Linked DNA regions of Pan troglodytes: region 1 is linked to region 2. A link is a contact called in public Hi-C data. All regions are on one chromosome and are shown on one strand. The core of a region is the stretch at or near the end of the contact, and the rest is flanking DNA. Distances in the headings are between cores, read along the strand shown.

What was found. A called contact is a pair of places that touch in the nucleus more often than the background predicts.
Region 1: a contact with region 2 is called in a Hi-C map of stem cell-derived neural progenitor cells, with 6 times the contacts expected there. The contact joins two enhancer-like sites. A contact is called at or near these places in 2 of 7 Hi-C or Micro-C datasets (induced pluripotent stem cells and stem cell-derived neural progenitor cells).

What each region holds. Positions count from the first base shown.
Region 1 is chr22:33,829,785-33,836,166 of NHGRI_mPanTro3-v2.0_pri, reverse strand. No RefSeq gene overlaps it. Among named protein-coding and RNA genes, the nearest start is that of OLIG1, 59 kb to the right of the region's middle. Within about 2 kb of position 4,801, at least 7 of the 24 cell types and tissues checked have an H3K27ac peak or open chromatin away from gene starts, as enhancers often do. A contact at or near this core is called in stem cell-derived neural progenitor cells, where this site is marked.
Region 2 is chr22:33,633,305-33,639,218 of NHGRI_mPanTro3-v2.0_pri, reverse strand. All of the region lies in intron 5 of LOC100609577 (putative uncharacterized protein C21orf62-AS1), which reads right to left. Among named protein-coding and RNA genes, the nearest start is that of OLIG2, 93 kb to the left of the region's middle. Within about 2 kb of position 2,013, at least 3 of the 24 cell types and tissues checked have an H3K27ac peak or open chromatin away from gene starts, as enhancers often do. A contact at or near this core is called in stem cell-derived neural progenitor cells, where this site is marked.

The DNA.
Region 1 (6,382 bases), core at 3,552-6,051, 190 kb before region 2:
TGTTCTCCTGCCTTTCCCACCCCTCTCCCCGGCGACAATATGCTAACTGGTGTCCTTCTCTACAGGATCCCGCTTCCTGCCAGGTGACAGCAAGATAATCCAGCCACACACTCCTTGCTAATGGGGATTAGGGTGCTAATGGATTCTCCCTCTAGGTTAACATATGCACTTTTACAGAGGGGCCTTCTGGAGATGATGCTGATGCCAGAGAAATGACTCTAATGGGCCAAGTTTGGACGCAGTGGGAGGGACCCTTGCAATGGGCCACCATGTGCTGTCAGTCAACCCCATTCGCCTCTACATAAAAAGCCTGCCAAACTCTTCTGATGAAGCCACCCCTTCACTCCATTCTCTGTCATATCAATGAAGAAAGTTTTCCTTGGAGGAGAAACAATGTATCTCTTAGTCCATTAATCAGTTAATCTGTTATTTACTGACCACTTTGTAAAACCATAATGATAATCATCATTTATTAAGCACCTACTACACACCAAACTTCGTACTTAGTGTTTTATGTATTTCACTTCATCTGGTTTTCACAACCATCACCTCCCCACCTTACAGATGAGCAGACAAGCTTTTTGATTTTTAAAAAATTATGATAAAATACATGTAACATAAAATTTACCATCTTTCTTTATTTTTTATTTTTTTTATTTGAGACCAAGTCTCACTCTGTCACCCAGGCTGGAGTGCAGTGGCACAATCTCAGCTCACTGCAACCTCCGACTCCCTAGTTCAAGTGATTCTCCTGCCTCAGGGTCCCGAGTAGCTGGGATTACACGTGCACACCACCATGCCCAGCTAATTTTTGTATTTTTAGTAGGGATGGGGTTTCACCATGTTGACCAGGATGGTCTCGATCTCCTGACCTTGTGAGCCGCCAGCCTTGGCCTCCCAAAGTGCTGGGATTACAGGCATGAGCCACCATACCCAGCCCACAACCTCGGCTCACCGCAACCTCTGCCTCCCGGGTTCAAGTGGTTCTCCTGCCTCAGCCTCCCGAGTAGCTGGGATTACAGGCATGTGCTACCACGCCCTGCTAATTTTGCATTTTTAGTAGAGACGGGGTGTCTGTAGATTCTGAATGCATAGAAAACAACATTATGATTATTATTTTACAGACTGGAGATGGCTTTAATAATATTAAATATATTTAACTGTTTCTGGACCTTATGAACATCATGTATATTAAGGTCGATGAGGGAACCAGGTTTCTCATCGATGAAGAAGGGAGTTACACATGTGGAAGGGAAAAATCCTAGAATAAGCCCTTTGGTGTTGGACTGGAATTGGAAGTGTCAGTGTAAACTCGTATATAAATGTAGCCTAGTTCCGTTCACTGGGAGGGCCTGGGAACAGTTCCACCCAGGAGCAGACAATACATCAGTGCTCAGATCTTGGTTCCTAAAGTCCCCACTTAAAGGAACCCAAACTCCTTGGAGAAATGGCCAATTCCAAGGCTGGATGAGGAGTCAGGGAAAGTACAAGATGAAGCTAGAACGTCTTGTGCCAGGAAGTAAAGAAGGGCTCAAAGAATTATAGGCACATGTCCAGAGAACCCAGAAGCCAGAGTGAAGGAGCTCCTACCGGCCAGACCTGGGATAATTGAGGCATAAAAATGAATAACAATAGGAGCAGAGTATCACCTGATAAGTAAAATAAGTACGCTTGAGTTCCTACCGATATAAACAAACAGATGAATGTATAAGTGGAAAAAGCAGAATTCTAACTAATATGGCGGGGCACCGTGGCTCACAACTGAATCCCAACACTTTGGGAGGCTGAGGTGGGAGGGTTGCTTGAGCCCAGGAGTTTGAGACCAGGCTGGGCAACATAGTGAGACCCTATCTCTACACAAAAATTACTAATTCCAACTAATAAATATAGGGAAAGTGATGGAATTAGAAAATCATTCATTGGCAACCATCATAATCATCCAACCAAGAAACACTGATGGATATTAAAAACAGTGAGTGAAGTCTGATGAGGAATGGGATATTTGCAAAGGCTCACGTACCTCCCCACAAGATCCTTGTATGTTACAAAGGGGGAAAAAAGTAACTTTACAGTGGAGGCACATGGAAAACATCACCTTCATTATTTCATTTACATGTAAGTCACCAGGACTGGGGTAAATTAAAATCGTGTGCCACTTGGCCAGATACAAGATGAACCCAGCATCACTTCTATGATGATGTTTCTGCCAAAGACATCCCTGACCCTCATAATAAGGCATCACCTGAAAAACCTACACTAAGGAACATCTATGGAATAATTGGCCTATAATTGTCAAAAGTGTCAAGGTCATGAGAGATAGAAACTGTTCTAGATTGAAGGAGACTAAAGAGATGGGATAACTCTGTGTGATGAGCAATCCTGGATTGGGTCCCTTGCCTATAAAAGTTTAGTGAGATTGAAACAACTAGAGAAGTGTGGATGGCATTTGAGAATGAGATGATAGTATGTACCGATGTTAATTTCTTCATTTTGGTGGTTGTATTTAGATCATGAAAGTGGGTGACTTTCACAATCATAGGAGATACACATTAAAGTATTTTAGGGTGATGGGCATCATGTCAGCAACTTATTACTCAAGTGAATTAGGAAAAACAGGTCTTTGCATTATTCTTGCAACATTTCTAAAATTTTAAAATTATTTAGAAATCAAAAGGGAGGCCGGGCATGGTGGCTTACACTTGTAATCCCAGCACTTTGGGAGGCTGAGGCGGGCAGATCATGAGGTCAAGAGATAGAGACGAGCCTGGCCAACATGGTGAAACCCCGTCTCTACTAAAAATACAAAAATTAGCTGGGCGTGGTGGGATGTGCCTGTAGTCCCAGCTACTCAGGAGGCTAAGGCAGGAGAATCTCTTGAACCTGGGAGGCAGAGGTTGCAGTGAGCCGAGATCACGCCACTGCACTCCAGCCCGGGCGACAGAGTGAGACTCCATCTCAAAAAAAAAAAAAAAAAAAAATAATAATAATAATAATAATAAAATAAATAAGAAAAATAAAAAAGAAAAAGGGAAATTATTTTGTAAAAATCTATAAGTTAACATGTAACATCAGAATCTGGGCCCAATAATGAATGGGTCAAGCAAAGGCATATCCCCTGGGGAATGTGATGACCCTGAGTGCTCCAGGCTGGCACTGAAGGGCAGTCCTCCCTTGCTTTATTTCCAAGTGTCAGGCATGTTTTTATAACAAGGGTAGAGTTGTCTCTTCTTTTCACATGGATGACCAGATGGTGCTCCCCGAGAGTCGAGAGCTGAGGTTATGTCCATACCTACTGGGGTAGCGGGAACAAGTTGCCTAGAAAAGCCACTGAGAGATCTCTATCTACCTGCAGACTCTGTGTATAGTGAAGACTCGGTATGTCCCCCAAAGTTGAAGAAAAGGCAATGGGTATATTCTGTGGGGTGCAATGTGTCTTACTAGGCAATAGCAACACTGATTATGAACAATAGCTCCCACCTCACCCAGGACACTCGACTCACTGCCATGGGGATTCTACATTTGTTTGGAGAAGTAGAGGTGCAGCTGGAAGAAGAGGAAGTGGGAGCATTATAAAGAGGGTTATAAAAGGTTTTTTGAGCAAGGCAGAGGAAATGAGACTTGATGGAGCAGGCACGGAAAGTCATTGCTGATTCCTGAATAGGGTTCAATATATTGACAATGGCATTGAAAGGGATTAAGAAGCCTGACCCTCAGCAGTCTGCTAAGCTAACCCTTATTTTCCAAGGGAGAGGGGGTGGGCATTGTCAAATTCTCTTGATTAAACAAGTTGATTCAGAATGAATGAATTAACACATTTTGGTTGTTGTGAGAATTAAATGAATGAACACATGGAAAATCAGCACAGTGCTGAGAACAATACATGTTAGACACAAAAACACATGGGAAGCCCCCAAACTAGAGCTGGGCATATAAGAAGCCACTTCCCAAACGTGCCGAAAAACTCTACCCAACCCAAAACCCAAGCATCTAAAGATACGGCATTGGCCACTTTCTCCACCATCACTAGTGCTGTGGCCTCTTTATTTGCAATGGTGCTTTCTCTCCAAGGAATTCCAAGGTTCTTACAAACTTTAAATTACCCAGGGGAAATGAATCCTCACAAGCAAGAAAGCAAAATAAAGTGCCTCAACCAAAATAAACTCCCTCCACCTCTCTGTCTCCCTCTGCGCCCACCCCCTCACCTAAAATAACCCAGGTCAACTCTGCTCGCCTGCTCTGTCACCGCCCGTGCCAGCCTTGGCTTCACTCCTGTCATCAGCTGACCCAAGATGATTGCTAATGAACTCTGTGCCCTCTCATCAGCAGGGTTTCTTTGGAGAAGTCCAGAAAGGTGCTTGAAAAAGGCCAGTGCCTCTTTGTTATTTTAATGACCGCTCTGTGACTTCAACCACTTAGAATCCAAATCCATCCTGTTTGCAGGGAACAGGATTCTCCTGTCGCAATGTCTGATCTTGATGAAGGCTTCTCGAAGCTTTGGATCTGCTAAGATCACACACAGTATTGGTGGTTATTGGTTTCTTGGGAGAAGCAGCTCCCCTGATGATAAAACTCCCACAGAGAGACCTGACTTCGCCAAGACCAAGTTCAAGACAGAGGGATGGCCGTGAGACTTGAGCTGGGATTGCAACAGCTGCTCTCGATAGTGTGTTCAAAATTCTATAACTGGAGATGGATGATACAGATATGTCCATTTCCAGGTTGCCAGCGGTTATCTGAGAAACCCCAGTACCCTCTGGGTTTGCAACTCTCTGGCCAGTAAGGGGCGCTGTTGATTGAGGGACTGTGGCTGGAAGCTACGAGGGGGAAAAGAAGTGACCAGCAGATGTGGTCTGTGTTCCTGGTTCCTTAGAGACTTCCCTCTTCGGAGGACGATCTGATTAGAGCTGGAAAACTCAAACAAGCGGCTTCAACCCCAGCAGCCTCACTCTGCTATGTACTCTCGGAACAGAAACCGATCCCCACGGCTGTCTTTTCTCCGGACTGTGCAGAGGGCTCCAGGCCACCACAAGAGGCATCACTGTGATTGGTCCAGGCTGCAAACTGCTGCGTGCTTGTCCCATTTTCCTTCACTATTTCGTGTTTATTTATCTCTGACAACGATCGTGGCTGCATCTGATCCTTTCTTGCGGCCACTGTCACTACTCCCCCATACTGAAATCTACCAGGCACTTGGTTTGATAGACTACTAAAATAGTTAACGAAAGTCCTCAAATTTTGTGTGTTGGGGAGGCAGGAGACAGAAAAAACAGAGAAAGAAAATAATCTGAAGATATTGCATTCCATATTTATCCTGCGTGTTGATGGGACCTATATTTGTAATTGCGTAATGTATACATATATATATACATATATATATATATATATATATAACATATATCCACACACACACACACAAAAACCAAAAAACAAAAAAAACCTCTCCCAGGCCCCATTTTGCTGGAGTTTTAAAGACAAAGTGCCTCTGTGCTAAGACAGGAGCTGGGAGGCACTGTGCCCAAAGGCAGGAGGTTCATTCCTGTGTCGAGCTCTTTCCCTGCAAGCGAGGCCTGTGTTCGTGGGAGGGCACTTAGAGACACCCTCAAGAAAGGGCTATAGAAGTGCAAATTATTAATAGACATTATTCCAGTGATGCTCACTTAAAACCTCATTGGCAGCAGATGAAACAGTGGAGGCCTCTTGCCATTTGCTCGGATTTCTCCTGCTGTTCTCCCTCGAACGAGGACTGCAGCAAACATGAGATGTTTGAAAACTCAGCATATCTGCATTTTTTCTGGTTTTACGGGTCAAGGGAGGGAACCCTGGTTTTGAGGGAAAGGTGCATTTTCTTGAGTTGGCGGTGAACAAGTTAAATGAATACTGTCCCCCCTTCTTTTTTTGAGGTTATATTTAAAGATAAAAGTGTCCCTATTAACATGCAGATTTGGATATCCATTTGCAAAGAACAGAGTTATTTCAGATGCTGTATGGGAATCCTTTTTGTGCTTGTATCTTTGGGGGCGGAAAGTCCAGCTGCCTCTTCTAAGATTGCCCATAACTCTTCAGATGTCAACAAATCATTGAAAGGTGTCAGAATGGGGGAAATGAAAGATAATTATTCCAGCCGTGGAGAGCTACTTTGAAAGTGAATAGAATCTGTCAGATCGTCTTTTGAAAACGGCAGTTGGCTGCTTGTCTTGGCCATATTAAATGGATATATCTGGAGCCCAGTGAGGTTGTTTGAGATGGCGGTAATCAGCTTAAGTTGGTTTTGGTGGAGAAAAAAAAAGCACTAGAAACGGGGCAATTACTGAGTTGGCGTGGAACAGACGCCCTGATATGGTGATGCCGGGGATTTCTATTCAGTTCTTAAAAAAATGGAATC
Region 2 (5,914 bases), core at 764-3,263:
GGGGTTTATTTTGTCAGTGCCCTAAGAAACAAGCCAGTTTTCTGAATTCTAAGCATGTAATCAGCCAACTGGGCTGAAGAAGCTGGGCCCCAAGCCGCTCTCACCTGGAGGGCTGGGGCCTATGACCTAATAATTACGCTGATGCACCTGAAAACATACTGTGAGGGTTGTAGCAAACATGTCCTACATCCCCACTGAAGTTCTTCAACTGAGGACAGCATTAAACTGCAGCATGAGACCCTTTAAGGAAGGCCTGTCTGCTGCCTGGCTGGTTGGAGACATGGATCAGTTACTGGGGCTGTGGTGGAGCCATCTATGGAATGGGGGGCACCCGAAGCTGCAGGAAGCTTCTGTTAAAGATCAGCAGAGGTTGCCTTGGGTTCTTGATGTCCCTCTGCATACTACAGGTCATGCCAGTTACCTAGGGGACAGAAATACTGAGGAGCTGCCTGTGAATTTCTTTTAAATAAATGGTCCTTCCCATATGAAAATTATCCTCACTGGGAAACTATACCCTTTGAATGCTTTCTCTCCTAAATTGGTTCTCAAACGACTATGCATTAGACTCACCCAGAGAATCTACCGAAAATGCAGATTTCAGGAGTCCATTCCCAGCAGCTCTTAGCTAGGCCCAAAAAGATGGCTCTTGTTTTCTAGCTGCTCCCAAGATTTTAATTTGCAAACAGGTTTGAGAACCACTTGTCAGTCAATTTATGTGACAAATCCATTTCAAGTCCCCAGTCAAACATCATGCTGTGGAAGCCCCCAGACAGGCCTGCCCACATTACAGCAGTACGGTGGGAGACATTGGCCTAACAGCCCCCTTACTAAAAGCATCATAAAGCCTAGGTGTTAACTCTTGCCCAGGGAGTGTTAGAATTCTGTCCCCCGGCTCCCTTCTTCAGGCAGTTAATGAGGGGGTTAAACATAAGAGTTTTGGAATCAGACAAATCAGACCTGGGCCCGTGATACTCAAGAGCTACACACCGGCCAGGCGCGGTGGCTCATTCCTATAATCCCAGCTCTTTGGGAGGCCGAGGTGGGCGGATCACCTGAGGTTGGGAGTTCTAGGCCAGCCTGACCAACATGGTGAAACCCCGTCTCTACTAAAAAAAAAAAAAATACAAAATTAGCCAGGCAAGGTGGCACATGCCTGTTATCCCAGCTACTCGGGAGGCTGAGGCAGGGGAATCGCTTGAACCCGGGAGGCAGAGGTTGCGGTGAGCTGAGATTGCACAATTACACTCCAGCCTGGGCAACAAGAGCAAAACTCCATCTCAAAAAAAAAAAAAAAAATGCTATATACCATTGGGTCAGTTACCTCACTTGGCTAAGCCTTGGTTTACCCATCTGTAAAATGGAGGTTGGATGATTTTGTTAAGGCTGTCATAACAAAATACCACGGACTGGGTGGCTTCAACAGCAGATTTTATTTTCTCACAATTCTGGAGGCTAGAAAACCTGAGACGAAGGTGTCAGCAGGGCTGGTTTCTTCCAAGGCCTCTAACCTTGGGTGTAGACAGCCACCTTCTTGCGCTGTCACATGGACTCCCTCTGTGTATGCGTGTGTCCTAATTTTTTTTCTCATAATGACACCAATCATATTGGATTAGGGTCCCCTCATATGACCTCATTTTAACTTAATTGCCTCTTTAAAAACCATATCTCCTGTTATGGTTACAATCCTAGGTAATGGGGAATTAGGGCTTCAACATATGAATTTTGGGAGTACAATTCAGCCCAGAACAGAGGTAATATGGTCATGATTAAATAAGATAAGGCGCCTGAAGCCGAGGCTGTTGGACGCTCTCAGAAGATGTAAACTCCTGTTTCCACGCCTACCAGTTTTGGTGGCACTATGTAAAAAAATCACCTTCAAGAAGTGGGTGGCACACAGGAAAACTGGCTTTGCTTTCAGGCAATAATCTCCTTAAAACAACTGGTCTGCCCCCACCCCTACCCCCGCGACTGGTGCAAATCAACCCTAAGCGCTGGAATCTGAGCAGCTGCAGCCACACAGGCCTGTTTCCTGAGGAGGCCTTTGCCGGAGGCTGCGTGGAATCCGAGCTTAACACTTGAGACTGGGCTTCTTTTCACCGGCGCTGAGGGCTCAAGCACTTTGTTGCGTCTAATCCTTTTTCAGAAGAAGGAGAAAGGCATTTTAATGCGGCCACAAAATCCTCAATTTGGGCTTGCAAAGGGCCCTGGTGGATTTTCACACTTGGCCTGGTCTCCCTGCAAGGTACCAGAAACAAGGCCAGCGACCCACACATGGGACTATCTGATGGTGCAAGGAACAGGGGACCATGGGCCCCTAGAGCCTGAGGATGCACTCCACATGGACTGGATTTTGGCTTCTTGGGTGTGGTCTCCTGTGAAAGTCCACTGCAAGATGATGTCCCCTCTCTGCACCACGAGGGAGCCCAGCACTCTCAAAACACATTGCTAAAGAGGCTGGGGCAAAGGAACTCATCTCTGAACTTCCTTGTTACTCATTAGGGTGCTAAGGTGAAAGGAAGTGGGTTTTGTCTTTTTTTTTTTTGAGACAGAGTCTCACTCTCGCTCAGGCTGGAGTGCAGTGGTGTGATCTCGGCTCACTGCAACCTCTACCTCCTGGGATCAGGTGATTCTCCTGCCTCAGCCTCTCAAGTAGCTGGGACTACAGGAACCCACCACCACGCCTGGCTAATTTTTGCATTTTTGGTAGAGATGGGGTTTCACCATGTTGGCCAGGCTGGTCTTGAACTCCTGACCTCAAGTGATCTGCCTGCCTTGGCCTCCCAAAGTGCTGGGATTACAGGCATGAGCCACCATGCCCGGCCAGGAAGTGGGTTTTTGGGAGCCCTCAAAGCAGGCAAATGTGAAGTGCCACAACCACAAACGCTGACCAAGCCCCTGGTGGCCTTGAGACCTTGGGGTGAATGTACAGTGCCCTCTTGTCCACAGCTGTGCTTTGGGGCCCACAGTCTGCTGTAAAAGGATGCTGGCTTATAAGAGATGAGGGTAGGCAGGGAGCAACCTGGATGTGAGTTTGGAGATCTGGGCAAGGAACTTTTCATCTCTGGGTCTCTGGTTCTTCACTTGGTTACATCAATTACCTACAATATTCTAGCTCTAATATTTATGATTACTGAATTGTATCCACATCTAGACTAACTAGACGTGATGCTTCTGGTTCAGCCCAGCTAGCAATCAAGCATTGGATCAGAAAGGTGACATCTACTTTTGAAAAGGGAAAGACATTGAGAGAGAGAAAAAGAGAGAGAGACAGAAAAGCAACATGTTATCTCAGCAAACCAAGCTCAGGGACCTATAATTCTGTATGGAATTATGGACATCTATAATTTTCCCTGATTTCTCTGGGGGAATAGCCCGGCACAGATCCATGGAACCTGCCCTGTTGTTGTTGTTGTTGTTGTTTTCCCGTGGGTCTCGGGTAAGGTCCAGGCAACTGTATTTTGCATACTCCAAGTAATTTAAAAGCTTGCCAAATTATGAAGGTCTCTGTTTTAAACCATTTGCCTCTTGCCTAACCAGACTTTCTGGTCTTGCCTTGTTCCAGATTTTTGGCATCCTAATCTGAACAAAATCATCTAATCTGAATAAAATCACTACCCACATTTACGAAGTGGCCCAAACTATCCTTCATCTAGATTCTACCATTAACAGAAGCCTCACCAAGGTATAGAAAGATTAAGACAGTGGCCCAGGGAGCCATTTATATTCCCAAAGTTATCTGAATCTTAGCAGAATGGGCAAGAGGCCTTGCTTGATGGGATTCCTGGGCCTGGCTCTGCTTTGAATTTTGGCCTCAAACATTGCAGAAGCTCTCTTTGCCTCTCAAGATATGAAATATCCAAATGGGCAAAGTCTAGCATGAAGATGAAGCTTGGTCTTCAGCCCCATGACAGACACTACCAGGAAACTAGACTGCAAACCCCAAGGCCCAAGACTTCCTCTACCTGGGGGTATTGGGTGTGGAATTGGCACTCAACGCCTTCCTGGTGGCAAGTGTTGCTTGATGAAACCAAAGTGTCCTCCAGGTTTCCTCTTGCTCGTTAGGAACCAGCCTGCACAGCAGGAGCTGAGCAGCAGGCAAGCGAGCCAAGCTTCATCTGTATTTACAGCTGCTCCCCATCACTCGCATTACTGCCTCAGCTCCACCTTCTGTCAGATCAGAGGCAGCATTAGATTCTCATAGAAGCATGAACCCTATTGTGAACTGCGCATGTGAGGGATCTAGATTGCTGCTATTTATGAGAATCTAATGCATGATGACCTGTCACTGTCTCCCCTCACCCCTAGATGGGACCATCTAGTTGCAGGAAAACAAGCTCAGGTTCCTACTGATTCTACATTATGGTGAGTTGTATAATTATTTCATTGTATATCACAATGTAATAATAATAGAAATCAGTGCACAATAAGGGTAATGCACTTGAATTATTCTGAAACCATCCCCCCGCACCCCATCCATGGAAAAATTGTCTTCCGTGAAACTGGTCCCTGGTACCAAAAAGGTTGGGGCAAAACCTGGGCACGGTGGCTCACACCTGTAATCCCAGCACTTTGGGAGGCCAAGGTGGGCAGATCATAAGGTCAGGCATTCCACACCAGCCTGGCCAACATGGCGAAACCCCGTCTCTACTAAAAATACAAAAAACAGTCAGGCATGGGGGTGGGCATCTGTAATCCCAGCAGGAGGATTGCTTGAACCTGGAAGGCGGAGGTTGCAGTGAGCTGAGATTGTGCCACTGCACTCCAGCCTGGGCGACAAGAGGAAGACTCTGTCTCAAAAAAAAAAAAAAAAAATCTGTGTTAGATAACAAAGAATGAATGATAAAAGTAATATGTGTATTAGGCAGAAAACTTGGAAAATATAAAAAAATCTAAAACAAAACAAATGCAACTCTTATCCTAACACCTAGAGATAGCCACTGTTAATATTTTCTGGTGCATCTGCTCTACATTTTGAGTAGATAAAATGTATGGTTAGACCCCTTGTCTTTCAAGTCCTGCACTTTCTCCAGCCTCTACTCTTTTCTCCTCTGTAGTTCTTTAATGGGTTATTTCTCAGAAAAGGATGTCACACTCATTCACACCAAGGTATAATTGAATAATAATAGCTGAGAGTATTACTTTGACTAGGCAAGTTCTATTTTTAACAGACTGAAAGCTTTCAGATGAGAGAATAAAGCAGTTAGCACTGCTCCCCCGCCACCTCCTCTATCTCAGCTATCTCAGAGTCAACTACATTTAGAATGATTAGATCTGAAGTCTAGGCCCAGCATTGTCACAGTCAGCCATTATTGTGAACTTAGACAAGTAATTTCACTTTTTTATGTCTTTTCTGTAAAGTAAAAGGGATTAAGCCAGGAAGTAATAACTCATTAAAGTCAAATACTCTTTTTTTTTTTTTTTTTTTTTAGATGGAGTTTCACTCTTTTCACCCCGATTAGAGTGCAATGGTGCGATCTCGGCTCACCACAACCTCCACCTCCCAGGTTCAAGTGATTCTCCTGCTTCAGCCTCCCGAGTAGCTGGAATTATAGGCGCCAGCCACCATGCCTGGCTAATTTTTTGTATTTTTAGTAGAGACAGGGTTTCACCATGTTGGCCAGGCTGGTTTCAAACTCCTGACCTCGTGATCCACCTGCCTCGGCCTCCCAAAGTGCTGATATTACAGACGTGAGCCACCACGCCCGGCCAGGTCAAACACTCTTTATTCCATAATTGAATGCATATATATGTACTTACATATATTTAATATCTATTATAATTATATCCTAGATATAAATATATATTTATGTATTTAATATTTTATTATACAAATTTCTAACAAATTAAAAATAGAGGAAATAGAACAAATTACCTCTATTTACCCATCCTTGGGCCACAAAAAGCATAAATTCCT